2 separate regions of the Triticum aestivum genome follow, and region 1 is linked to region 2. A link is a contact called in public Hi-C data. All regions are on one chromosome and are shown on one strand. The core of a region is the stretch at or near the end of the contact, and the rest is flanking DNA. Distances in the headings are between cores, read along the strand shown. Region 1 holds the start of LOC123159436 (phosphopantothenoylcysteine decarboxylase). Region 2 holds the start of LOC123163172 (polyadenylate-binding protein-interacting protein 7).

Region 1 (7,391 bases), core at 3,091-5,590, 380 kb after region 2:
TAAAATATTTAGAACAAGATGAACTTTTTTTGGCCCCTAAAATGCAATTTTAAATCATGCAACATTTTTCTAGGAGCAAATAAAATCCCGAATAAACTCAAATAAAAATCCAAAAATGATTTTAACATTTTTCCTCCGGTATTTCAATTATTTTGGAGAAGTCATATTATCTCCCCTCATTTATTATTTTAAAATGAAATATTTCCCGGAGAGAAAATAATTAAAATCAAATCCTCGTCTTCACTATTTGATAAAATCTCAAATATGAAAATTAGAAAATCCCCAACTCTCTCCGGAGGTCCTTGAGTTGTTTAGGATTTCGAGGATTGCAAATGAAAAAGCAATAAAATATAATATGCATGTATGACCTATGTATAACATGTCAAATTGAAAATTTGGGATGTTACAGCTACGAAACCAAAACGTCCCTATTACTGGTGTAGTGCTGGTAGGCAACTAGGAGTAGCAAGAAGGGCAGGACGGTGACTGAACTGAATCCGCAACCTCCACCTGATGCTTATCTGGATTTGGACTTATCTTATCTTGTTGCCTGGTCACAGGTTCTGATTCACCAGAGCACTTTCTCGCGCCACGTCACATTCGCACCATCCGATCCTGACAGTGCAGACGTGCAGACTGCAGGTGTCCACCACAAGACGGAGAAACTGAATTCCGCTTCTTGCTGACGAGCCTCAGCTGGAGTCACATTTGCAAACCATCACAGTAAAAATCAGAACGGAAGCAGATTCATCCATAGATAGCATAACATTATGGCTGGAACAACCAGCATCTCCCCAGTCTCTATGCCCTAATAACATCTACTACAGTAACAAATATGCCGATCCATAGGTACTACATGTTGGGTCAGTACAGACATCACCGATAAACACCCAGATGTGGGCGGCACAGAAAACTCAAGTACTAAACATAAACACCTGAACATAGTGACCATCATCGCATCAGCTAGACAGGGCGGCTGCTGGAAGGGTTCACAGGCGAAATGCCCATGCCGAACGTCTGCGACTTGCACGCGAGCCTCACGGTCGTGTGGATCTGCGAGGGCTCAGCCATCGCGCCGTTTCCGTAGTCGCCGCAGGCCAGCCTCTTCGTTGTGGGCGGGACCAGGGAAATGCCGAGTTGGTTGATCGTCTCGATGTGGCGCGCCGTGAACGGGTTGTTCCACATGAAGGTGTTCATGGCTGGCGCGGCGAAGATCGGCTTCTTGTAGTCCCATGCTCGGACAATGCACGTCAGGAGGTTGTCGCATAACCCGCTGGCGATCTGTGAAGCTAATGAAATGTCAGTCTGTGCTGGGACAAGAGCAGCTTGCTGTTCTCTTAACTGATTCAGGGGTGCAACATCGAATCTAACGGTTCATGGAAGAAGAGACAACCGACCTTGGCCAGGGTGTTTGCTGATAAGGGGGCGATCACCATGATGTCTGCCCACTTTCGCAGCTCTATGTGTAGAACCTCGTCTCCTATCTTTGTCCAGGTAGACCACTCATCATCATCGGTGTAAAGAATGACGTCGCTAGGCAGAGATGATCTATCAACAAAGTGCAATGATGACTTGGTGGCCACAGCTCGGACTTCTGCCCACTCGGAGAAGATACGGCAGAGGCTCTCGAATTTTATAGCAGCTACGCTCCCTGAAACAGCAAGGAGGACCCGAGGCCTGCTGGGTTCCAGCTCCCAGCTTTCCTGTACCGGTTCTGATGTAGTCATCTGCTTTACTTGGATCGCCCTGCGTTTGAGTTACAGGTATTCAGAGGATTTATGCTGGTACAGGAAAACATGATCCACAGTGCACACTCTGGAATCAAAATAAAGAAATTCAAGAAGAAAAACATTTGAAAGAAGCAAACAATATGTTATGTTGTCCCCAAATTCAAGTGTCCCTGAAATTTATCTAGTACCACTCAGAGAACGATACGTCTGCATCTGTTATCATCAACATAGAAACTAAATGTTGTCAGTCTGACTGAGGTGCAGTTTTGTTGCATTGCATGACAGCATGAGGGAACACATTGACATCCTTAAAAACATAACTAACTGCTCCAATTTATCATTTACATCTTCTAATATGGTCAAATGTACATTTGAGAGAAGTAGACATTGGAATGGCAAAGCAATACGAGATAATCAAACTAATAATCTGAAACCTGGTGTTACATGCATTCACAAGTTCCAGTATGATAATTATCTAATTTCCCAGATTTTATGTTGCGAAATAAATGAAAGCTACCATGTTTTAGCTACTCCAGTAGCTCATGTCCAATACGGAAGCTGCATCTAGCGTTTACTGGGTTACTTTTCACACACGGGAACACCATGCGGATGGGACTAATTGTTTCTTCTGTACTGCAATGACATTGACATTTGGGCTCCAATGCTAGTCGCCATACTCAGCAATTTGGCTTGTCTACAATTTGCACAATTTGGGTGAGTTTGGTTGACTCTTGATGGTTGCTGGAAACGCTGGGATTCTCATACTCTCATTGAGTCATTCATGGATGCATGGCATGAAACCATCAAAGATGTTTTTAGTATGATTCAAGTGTCTAAAATTGATAAGGAATTCTTGACTCACAAGGAACTAAGCAACGCTGACCAAGACTATCAAAGTTGTGGTGGTGCACAGCCACGATCATCGTGGCATGTTACCACAGAAGTCATCCCACCATCTTGTGAGCCTTTGCATGGTCACACCTAGGATCTGAAAAAATGGTTGATATTTCCTGGCACCTAGGATAGTATCCGGATAGTTCATCTTGGATAATACTGCCTCCGTTCACTATTATAAGATGCCCTATTTTTTTTCTGAAATCAGACATATATAGACGCGTTTTAGTGTGTTTGTTCACTCATTTCAATCCGTATGTAGTTCATATTGAAGTATCCAAAACGTCTTATAATAGTGAACGGAGGGAGTAATAGTTAATAAATATTCGGGAGGTGATTTCCACCTGATCTAGGGAAGGATATATCTAAGTAAACATTTGGATATTCAAACTATGACTTACTTTTCCTTTAGAAAACAGCAAAACAATCTAATGAATTCAAGTAAAACCAGGTATCCAAACTTGCGTATTTTGTACTAAAGTAAAATATCGTTTAACTGCTTGATCCAAATTTACTTGCTCAATTAAAATATTTTAAACCATAAAAATGGTCTAATAAATCATAAAGAATTCTAATAATTCCAAAAATTACAGAAAGTCAAACACTAATTTTTCAACGCTACTTCAGAAGTGCAGGACTATGCTTATGTCTGAACTATGTCAAACTTACTATGCGCAGTGTAAAAGTTTGGCCTCTAAAGATTAACTTAACATATTAGAAGTCTCCCTAGATTGCAATTGGAATCAAATATAATACATGTATCTCAGCAAAAGTACATACTATGGCTGGCACAGTCATGTGCAGATCGACTCCGAACCGAACCCGTCAAAGAAAGAACTAGGCCACTAGGGTATTGGATCTACCAGCTTCGGTTCCCTCCCTGCCCTGGAGAACCCTTTGGGAGTCGACCTACTTATGTTGCACACCGGTGGCAATTGCTGCCTTTCACACGAAATCGTCACCCTCAAACGTGTCTTGCATTTCTCAAAACCATGAAGCATATCAACACATAACTTAACATTTTGTATGAAAACTGCATCAGAAAAGCCACTAGTGTTTAATCAGGAACGAAAAGCTACTACTCTGGGCATAACTACCCTATGATTCTTTGCAAGCATGGAGCATAGATGAAACTGAAACAGATCCAGACTGCTGCCCTCACACGTAACTTGCATTTTGAAATCACATGAACAGAATCAACATATAGCCTAACATTTTGTATGAAAGCCACTGGTCCTTTATTTATTTAGGGACGAAACGCCACCAGCCTTGGCAGTAACTACCCTATGAATGATTCTGTATAAGCATGGAAGCTACAGGAAACAAATCCAAGAGGAGTCTAGCCCTTCTGGCAGCAACTTAATGGGCCAATTTCTCACGAAGTACCACGACCGCAGCAGCATCAGAGATTCAGGGTCCGGGATCTACTCACCTGAGAGGCGATTTGGTAGGGGCGCTGGCAGATAAGCGGTTGAAGACGGCGGCGGAGGCGGGAGGGGCCGGAGAGCGTCTTCGGGCAGCGGTAGGCGGAGGCGGCGGCGGCGGCAGCGACCGAGGCTGCCCGGAGCGGCGCGCCGCGGGCGGAGGGAATTGGGAGCGACTGGAGGCGCTGGCCGCTGTGGAGCGTCGGGACTTCGACTGGTCACTTTCTCGCTTGGTCAGACTCGGACTGGACTGGTCGTCGCTGGTCCGGTGTTGGGCCTTCCAGGCCGAAATCCTTCTCCCCTGCAGATTGGTGCTTCGGCCCTCTTTTATCAGGTCTGGGTCGATCATATGTGTGCCAGTCTACTCTATGCCAAAAAAAAAAAACTCAGAATGTTTGTATGGAGGCTTGCGAGACGATCAATGCCGACGACCTCTCTGTTGAAGCACCGAAACATGGCCACCGAGGATAACTGCTCCTTGTGCGGGGCGATTGATACATGGAGGCACGCTTTGTTCACTTGTCCAATGTCGAGTAGTGTCTGGGCCTTAGCGCCGGAGGAGCTGGTTCATCATCTAGTGGAGAGGCAAGATGAGAATCCCAAGGACTGGCTGTTTGCGCCGAGCGAGATTTTGGACAGAGACAAGTTTGCACATATGATCGTCATTATGTGGTCTATTTGGAGTGCTCGAAGGAAAGCGATTTATGAAGATATCTTCCAATCCCCACAATCCATATATGGTTTCATTATGAGCTATCTCCGTGATATCAGCGTAATCACTAAAAGGGAAGTTCGACAGAGAGCTACTACTGTTAACAGGCCGACACAATGGCAGCCTCCGTCTGCAAGTTGTGTCAAGATCAATGTTTTGATGCCGCCACCTCCAGGCATGCGCGATATGGAGCTGTGGGGGCGATTTGCAGGAGCTCAGAAGGAGTGTTTCTGGGGGCGTCCGTGCTGGCAGTGAAGCACATAGCTGATCCACAGATTCTTGAAGCCATTGCTATAAGGGAGGGTTTGGCGCTAGCTGATGACCTCTATCAGAGGCGAGTTCATGTTGCTTCGGACTGCAAAAATGTGGTGGAGGATCTAAAGAAGGAGAATGCATCATCTTATGGATCCATAGTGCATGAAATAATAGATCACTCGTTAGCTTTTGATTTATGTAATTTTTCCCATGAATTTAGGAGCTCAAATTTTGAAGCTCACAACCTAGCGAAGCACGCTCTGTCGCTCGGGATTGGCCGCCATGTGTGGTTGGGCCATCCTGGAGACCTTACTTTCGTCCCTGTAAACATTGGGACGACTTAATAAAAAGCTTCGTGAGGTTGTCTCAAAAAAAAAGTCTACTCTATGCCATGCTTCAAGTTAGAGCTGAAAATCTATGAAGTACTTTAGGTTTTGATTCATCTTTTGCTGTTGGTTCCACCAGTAGAAGTGGTGGTTTAGCTTTGTACTGGAATAATGAAATAAAGGTTGAGGTGTTGGGCTACTCGCAGTATCATATTGACGTGAAGATCTCTGAGATGGAGGAGACCCGTGGAGGCTCTCATGTTTTTACGGAGAGGCACGAACTCATCTTCGTCACAGAACGTGGGACACAATGAAAAACCTGGCTGCCCTCCAAAACATGCCATGGATGTGCATTGGGGACTTCAACGAGGTTCTCCGCTATGACAAACACGAGGGAATTGGACAGAGCGGTCCAACTCAGATTCAAGGTTTTCGTGATGCGGTAGATGTGTGTGGCCTGATTGATCTTGGCTACCAGGGTCGTAAGTGGACTTTCGAAAAGAGGGTCATCGGTGGATCATATACCAGAGTCAGGCTAGACAGGGCCTTGGGCACGCCCGAGTGGTGTGCACGTTTTCCACTAGAAGTGGTCGATCACTTAACAGCTGCAACATCTTACCACTCTCCTATAAATCTCACATTGGCTCCACAGGACAAAAGGAAGCAGGGAGACAAACCGTTTCGGTATGAATGCATGTGGGACACGCATCTCGAGTTGATTCCCACGGCCAGCATGCATGGGAGGCGAACGGCCTAATCTAACGGCGACAGAAGTTCGAGCAAATTTGCAATCCCTGTCCAATAACTTGGGGGAGTGGAGCAAGTCAAACTTTTGGGAGTGTCAAGTCAGAAATAAGGAGGCTGAAGAGAGATTTAGAGCGGCTCAGGAGCGATCCAGCGAGGACTGCACCTAGTCATGTTGAGATCAAAACAAATGATCGTTTGATTGAGCTATATCTTTGGGAAGAAATAATGTGGCGCCAACGTTGGCGGGTGGCCTGGCTGTCGGAGGGGGATAGAAACACACATTTTTTCCACCTCCGAGCTTCAAATAGATGGCACAAGAACCTGATAAAATCTTTGTAGAAGCAAGATGGGCAGCTTACGGAGGAGTTATCGGAGATGCATCAAATGGTGCTGGACTTTTATAAAGCCTTATACACTTCGGAAGGGGTGGACGGGCTGGATGATGTGCTTCAATATGTCCCCTCGAGGGTAACAGACGCGATGAATGAGACTCTTTTGGCGCCGTACAAGGAGGAAGAAGTCAAGATTGCACTTTTCCAAATGTTTCCGACTAAGGCCCCGGGGCCGGACGGGTTTCCGGCGCACTTCTTTCAGAGGCACTGGGATATCTGTGGTGCGGCGGTGACACGAGCTGTCCTGAGCATGGTCCAAGGAGAAGAAAGCCCCGAGTGCGTGAATGACACTGTTTTGGTATTAATCCCCAAGGTATCAAAACCAACTCTTCTATCTCAATTCTGACCTATCAGTTTATGCAATGTCTTTTACAAGATAGCTTCAAAGGTTCTAGCTAATCAGCTGAAGTTAATACTTCCTGATGTTATTTCTGAAGAGCAGTCAGCCTTTGTGCCTGGCCGGCTTATTTCTGATAACATAATCTCAGCATATGAGTGTTTGCACTTTATGAAAAGGAATAAGTCATAGAACAATAACTATTGTGCTCCCAAGCTCGACATGATGAAGGCGTATGATCGAGTGGAGTGGAACTACTTGGAAGCTATAATGAGGAAACTGGGCTTTGCAGCATCATGGGTCTCCACTGTCATGACCATGGTCAGAACAGTTTCTTTTTCAGTAATGTTTAACGGATGCAAATCAGAAGAGTTTTTGCCATCCAGAGGTATTCGTCAGGGAGAACCTATCTCTCCATACCTTTTCTTGTTGGCAGCAGAGGGCCTTTCGTGCCTGTTAAAATCTCAGAATGGATCATCCCAGCTCAGCGGCATCAAGGTGGCTCCATCGGCTCCGTCGGTGAACCATCTTCTATTCGCGGATGATAGCCTGCTGTTTTTCAAGGCGAGTGTTG
Region 2 (6,604 bases), core at 2,503-5,002:
ATATGCAAGACGTAGCGACTCATGGTATCCTGGATGAAATTTACATGATACTAGTAGCTATGGGGCCAGATTTGCCCTTCCCTAGAATAAGTCGCACAAATCCATCATTTTGTATGGCTTGCAAACTTGCATATGAGTAGTGGAAAGATTATACAAAAACATGAATATTCTCTGCCCCTCTTTTTTTAAATGGTCTGCCCTTCTATTTAGGAAGGAAAGGAACAAGACAAGGTTAATGTCATTGATGATTCAAAAAAGATAAACTTTCATAGACGTGTAGCCGGAACGAAGTTAAAATGGGAGACATTTTATGATTATTCTTGACTGCAGTTAAAAAAACATAAGCACATGACAATGATACACAACTACAATACATACAGCAAGACAGCAACAACCAATTTTAAAAATGCCAAATTCAACAAAAACCGATTAACAATGCCAAATTCAATGCGTAGGCCAAACCCTCAACAAATTCCTACTATGGTTCTGCCAATGTACTTTCTAATATTCCTTATGAACAGATATCTAAACAAGAAATGCAAATTAACGTGTACATTGGTTTAGAAGAATAGATACATGTACAACCAAGAATCTGGAGACAACAATTAAGCTGCTCACCTGCTCAAAACATGCATTTCGGACACGGGCAAAATCACGAGCTTCTTCCCTCGATTCCGAATACATGTTTGCTGTTGGGCCACGTACAAACATAAATCCATCAGCATATAATTGCATCTATCTAGAAGGAACACATGAAAATACACCAATACGCTTCAAATTATGCACACCCAACTATAATTTGCTTCCTGAGATCTATCCATGATCCACATCATTCTGGTTCAACCCATACATTCTAAAGCACAATGTACGAATCCTTACTTGCCTATTCTAAGATAACAACAATACAATGTGAAGAAATAACTTATAGTATTCAGATGAGTATTACCGACTGCATCGCCAGTATCAAGCCATGGAGTTGCAGCTGCACGTGCACTACTAACACTTTGATACTTGTTCCCGGAAGATGTTTTAGAACCAAAACTGTACTGCTTGGGTACAGAAACGGTAGAAACACCATTGCCGTAATCAGGACCCTTTTTGAACTTGTTGTGGCCAGAATTCTGCGATGCAAGTTTCCGAACAGCTGAAACAAAATCACCAGTACCACTAGATATGGTGGAAGAATTGCGCCCACTGAAGAAGCCAAGGATATCCATATCTCCCTTAGAGAAACCGTTTTGATCTTCTGCTGTTGGCAGGGCAGGAAAGTCGCCCGTACTAAAGTTTGGTGAGCTGGGGGTCAAATTCATTGCCTGATTGGAAGTAGGATCCACTTGCATCTGAAAAATCAAAAGAAAAAATAACCCTTGGAGATACTACTGAATGTTGCAATTGTAACATAACTGCTCGAAGCAATGTATATTACCAAATAAAGAGGAAAGAGATTTTAATATTGTCTTTCAAAGGATATGTTTAATACTGGTGCCTTGAGCAGAAAGAAAATTCATTAAAGTTTCAGCAATATACATCAAGAAGAGTCAGCTATATTAAGCAATGCTCTGATTGGACGTATAGAGGAGTTAGTGTGAAAATTACAGATAGAAAGAGATTACCTCTAGCTGGGTGAGAATTTCAATAGTATGATTGAAGTCACATCCATTTGCATAGTACAGCTCCCCAAGACTCTCTGCTGAAAATCCAGGAAACTGAGACGCTAAATACTCTAGGGGATCAAAAAGGCCATCTGATGCTGCAACGTACTCACTAGCAAAACTGTCAGTAAAGCCTGTGGTAGGATCATACTGAAGGTCCTGATTTTCATTAGCAAAGTGGAGGTCACCCACGTAATTTTGCTCCCAATTGCTTGAACCAACAGTTGAAAAGGTTGACTGTGAATTATCCTCGTAAAATAAATTGGTATGCCCAAGTTCCAGGTTGCTAGCTGAAGAAGACAACTCTTGGTGTTCTCTTGACAAGCGGCTAGCTTTTGTCCCATAGAAAGGAGGTGCATTCAAGGATAATCCAGCAAGGGACAGTTCTTCAGGTTCTTGTTCGATTTTCTCGAAAGAAGTGAAGTCTGGAATAATATCATCTGGGAGCTGCTTACGCCAGAACTGGTGTGCCTCATCGTCTGAGTTATTAGACTTGGACGACTCAGACCTATCTAGAATTTTTTTTCCAGGTGACCCCCTAAGTTCAGACTTACTTGCATCTGAAGCTGTGCTATTACCATAGGATGGTCTAATAACACATGAAGGGACAAACTCTGCTGCATTGGGATTTAATGCAGTGATTTTATTTGGCAACATTGACCTTGCATCACCATTATTTGGAACAACTTTATTCAGTGAAGTCATCTTTTAACAGAAATTACATGTACAGGAAAACTCTTCCAATAAGATTTACCCAAACCCTGAAAAGGTGGTAAACATCAAGGTTAGTATTAGTATGGTTCAGCACATTTACAAGAATTACATTTCCTATGAATAACTGAAATAGAAAAGCCATGTATCCTGTAATGGCAAGAAGCTATTTGCTAATCTGCAAAACTGTTTAGTTACTCCCATAATTTTCTGTGAGGTAGCTATAAATAATAAATTTATGCCAGATTACTGAGAATCGATTTTATTTTCGAGGGAAAAACAATTTCATGCTTATCAAAAACAGCACACGCAAATAAAAACTAATCCAATAAGGTCTGGCTCCAATTATTTGAGTCATATTTAGAGCAAACGAAATGTGAACTCTAATCTAGGTAAGCCATTTATTAATTTACATGACATATATGGATGAACTAATTGACAAGTTGTTAGAATTGCCAAACTAGTCGGTCCTTTAAATCGTACTGTTAGGCTTCAAAAAGTTTCTTTTTTGTTACTATCATGCAGACATGGCAACAGTATTATCAGCATTACTTGTAATAGAAGTTTCCAAATTTACAAGGCCTACTTGTAATAGAAGTTTCCAAATTTACACAAGGCCTAAAAGACGGTAGGTATCTTTCCAAAAAAGGGCGTTAGAATAGGGCGTCACCCATTTGCACACAAAATGGCGTGGCCTTTCTTGGCTCAGATATAACTGCCTGAGCTACTACTACAACCGCCAGCGTCACAAAAGCTGCATCTCCCCCATGCAGTTTCTATACGCCAAATTCACCGGCTAGGACGTTGAAATATCTAACGCTTCAGTCGTACGCATTGGCCCTTTTACGGCAATAACTTCGCCTCGCCGCTAAATCAGTAAATTCGCAAAAATAATACTAGTAAATTCGCATGAGCGGCAAACGTAACAGTAAAACAACAGAAAAGGAAAATAAGCTTAGGGCTACGCCACCCCGAATCGGAATCATACACAGCTCTAGCTCTAGCAGAGGCTTGAGGAGAGAGCAAGCCGACGCCGCGCCGAGATCCGGACGGGATCTACACGAGGCGAGCGTCCGCGGCAGATCTGGAGAGCTCCCGCCAACGCGAGCCGATGCCCTTCCGCCGGTCGATGAGCTGGTAGTAATATATGGCTGGCGACCGGCCCATATGGGGCGCGAAGGATAAAAAGCCTCGGCCGCCCCTCCCCGACGCGGGGCAGGGTACGGGTCGTCACCGCCCACGAGACGGAGACGGAGCCGGAGCCGGCGCGGAGACGGAGGGGATTCGGAGGTGGTGGCCGAGGCGGGGTCGGAGACGGGGTGGGTCGCCGGGATTTGTGGCGTGGTGGAGGGTGGCCGTGGGGAGGGGAGGGGAGGGGAGGAGGAGGGACGGACGGACGGGAGGGGGGAGGCGGAGGAGGAGGATAGGCGAGGGATGGTGGAGTTTGACCCGACGCGGCGGGTGGTGGGGCCGGGATGGAGCTGTGGCGTGGAGGGGAAGGATGGGTGGGTGGTGGCTTGGCCTTGGGATCGGTGGCGGGATGAGGGCAGGGCCGCGTGCGCCTGCCTGCTACCTGTCTCCGCTCCCGCGGTGCGACGCGAATATGCGGCTCGGTGATTCGACCGAGGGGGAAATATCGGCGGGGCTCCCGCCGGTGGTTCCGTGGTCTGCCTCCGCCCGTCTGCTTCACAACGTTTCGTGGTTCCTGTTTGCCATCGTCCATGAGGGCATCTTCAGCCGTTCGGCCTCCAGGGCGCCTAAATAGAGCGGCTTGGGGGCGTGCCGGCGCTAGTTCGGTCTCTGGGACGACCTAGCTCTCAGTCACGCCCCCACGCGCCGGCCCCAGAATGCGGAAATTCAAACTTGGTCGTTCCCGCTCTTAAAAGACGCCGATCGAACGGACGTAGTCTGGCGTTACAAAAAACAGAGAGCCGCCGTGCGCAACGATTCACTCGGCGGGGTCGGCGTGCGCGGCCTCGTCGTTGCCGGAGCTGCTTCGGTGCAGGGCTGCGTCGGCGCGGCTTCGGCACTGCTGGGCGGCGATGTAGAGACGTCGTTCGGGCTTGGCGTCCGTGTGGGCGTGGGCGTTGCCGTCGGCAGCTCGTTCAGGATGAGGCCGCGCTGCACCAGGTACCACGCCTTGAGCTTCTCGTCGTTGCTCTGGAGCATGTCCGCCCCGCTCATCAGAAAAGCCATGTCGGTGTTCCTCTTCTTCGCGGCGACGTTCGTCCGGAGCAGGTCGAGCTTGATGGCATTGCTCTTCATTAGCGACGACCACCGCGCCTCGGTCTTCTCTTCGCGTAGGACGGCCCGGGCCTGGGCATCGGCGAGGCAATGCTCGATGGACTCCTGCACTCGCGCGGTTGCCGCGTCGGCGCTTTTCCCCTTCTTTGCCAATTTGTGGCCGTCCGGCCGTCCCTCTGACGTGCCCGGAGTCGTCGCGTTTGGCTTGTATGTCTCCTTGGCCTTGTCGAGGGCACGTCGGACTTCCGCCCACTTCTCGCACTTGTCAATGCGCTTGTAGACGTGGAGGTGCTTGAAGTCGGCGTCTTGGTTGTCGCCCCGATACATGGCGAACATACGCAGCAGCTGCGCGGAGGGACAAACAGTTGGTGGGCGGCGGGCGTAGGGGACGAAGATATGCGTGCGAACGGCGTGCGTACCTGATCCTCAACGCTGGCGCCGCTCTCCGGGCGAGCCGCGACCTCCTCGACGATTCCATGCCATTTGTTGCACGCCAACTGGATACACCCCCAATGGTCCGCCATCGCCTTGGAGCCGTGCTGCATGTAGACGCCATTGAAGTAGGGGTCGACGAGCTTCCGCTCGTCGAACTCGGCCTTGATGCGGTCCCAGTACGTGTCCAAGCTCTGGTTCACGCCGGTGGTCGGGTCGAGGCAGACGACTTTCCATGCTTCGGCGAGGCATTCCTCCTCCTTGGACGTCCACTTGATGCGCGGTTCGCCTGACCTAGCCGCCCGCTTCTTCTTCTTCCGGCGCCCCTTCGTCGGAACAGGAGCCGACTCCTCCTCCTCCTCCTCGTCCTCCTCGGGTTCCTGCGCGTCGTCGCCGTAGACGTAGCCGAGCTCGGCCTCCATGTCACCGTTGAGGTCCACTACCTCGTCCTGGGTGGCGAACCCGGGAGACTCGGCGGCCGCAGTCGATCCTGTCGCGATGATGTCGTCCATGTCGGCTCCCGTGTCGTCGGTGTCGCCGAGGTGTGAGAAGGGGAGCGGTCCGCGGTAGAGATGGGGCGTCGGTGTGGACGCATAGGCGGCGGGCGGCGAGTAGTTGTATGGAGGGTACTGCACGCCGACGAAGGCGGGCGAAGGCGTGCGCGTAGCGGGGTGACCATGAGGGAAGGTCACGTTTGGGTTGAACCCACCGTGCGCGTCGCCGTCGGCGTAGCTGGGCGACGATGAACCCCATGGAGATCCGGCGCCTTGCTGTCCCCAGGGCGCGTACTGGGCGTGGCTGACGACAGGTGGATTCACCCCCGCCTGGTCGACCGATGAGGAAGACGCCGCCGCGCGCGCCGCGTTGTCGCGGGCCTTCTTGGCTATGGCCCTGTTCCGCCTGTCGGCGGTGACTGCTTCGCGCCGCTGAACTTCCACCCTCCACTCGGTGTTCGACAGGCCCGGTGGCTTCGATGACGGCGCCCTCGGCTTCCTCTGCTTCGGCTGGGCCACGGCGCCAGTCGCGGTTGCCGCCGTGCGCGGCATGGCGTACTTCCTCGGCGGCATGGTGTGCTTCTTCGCGGCGAGCGGGAGGGGGTTTGGCGGTAGAAAGGAAGAGAATGGCGGGAGGGAGGCGAGCGAGCGGGAGAGATGCGAGGGAAAAGCGTCAAGAAACGGCTGGAAAAGGCCCTTTGGTCGCTTCCAGGGCGGGCCCACGCGCCTTTTTCGCTTGTGCCGGCTCCCCAAGCGCCCCCCAGGGCGCCGGGTTCGGCCTGGGTCCGCCGGCACCAGTTTTGGCCCGAGCCGGCGAAAAACGGGCTTCTGGGGGCGCGACTGGGGCCTTTTTTTAGCGCCGGCGTGGCAAAATCGCCTGGGGAGGGCCTGTTGGGGGCGCGGCTGGAGATGCCCTGAGCCATGATCCCCGCTCCCCCTTCCATCAAGTTGGGGGGAATGGACCGGCATTACCCGTTGGTCGACTCGTCTGACCTAATTTTTCGGCGTCAATGGACCTTCTGGATTGGCCTCGTCTAGACTCGTCGGAACGAGTGGGTCGTCTTCACTCTC

Evidence for each region. A called contact is a pair of places that touch in the nucleus more often than the background predicts.
Region 1: a contact with region 2 is called in a Hi-C map of leaf, with 8 times the contacts expected there. The contact joins the promoter of LOC123159436 here to the promoter of LOC123163172 in region 2. A contact is called at or near these places in 3 of 5 Hi-C or Micro-C datasets (leaf and an unstated tissue) and 1 of 1 datasets of contacts at active chromatin or transcription factors (leaf).

The regions. Positions count from the first base shown.
Region 1 is chr7B:75,623,976-75,631,366 of IWGSC CS RefSeq v2.1, forward strand. LOC123159436 (phosphopantothenoylcysteine decarboxylase) reads right to left here and starts at 4,341. Exons shown (of 3, transcript XM_044577272.1): 1 at 4,057-4,341; 2 at 1,398-1,746; 3 at 725-1,281. The coding sequence starts at 1,727. The coding sequence ends at 964.
Region 2 is chr7B:75,241,501-75,248,104 of IWGSC CS RefSeq v2.1, forward strand. LOC123163172 (polyadenylate-binding protein-interacting protein 7) reads right to left here and starts at 3,753. Exons shown (of 6, transcript XM_044580925.1): 1 at 3,352-3,753; 2 at 1,614-2,413; 3 at 947-1,340; 4 at 619-689. The coding sequence starts at 2,357.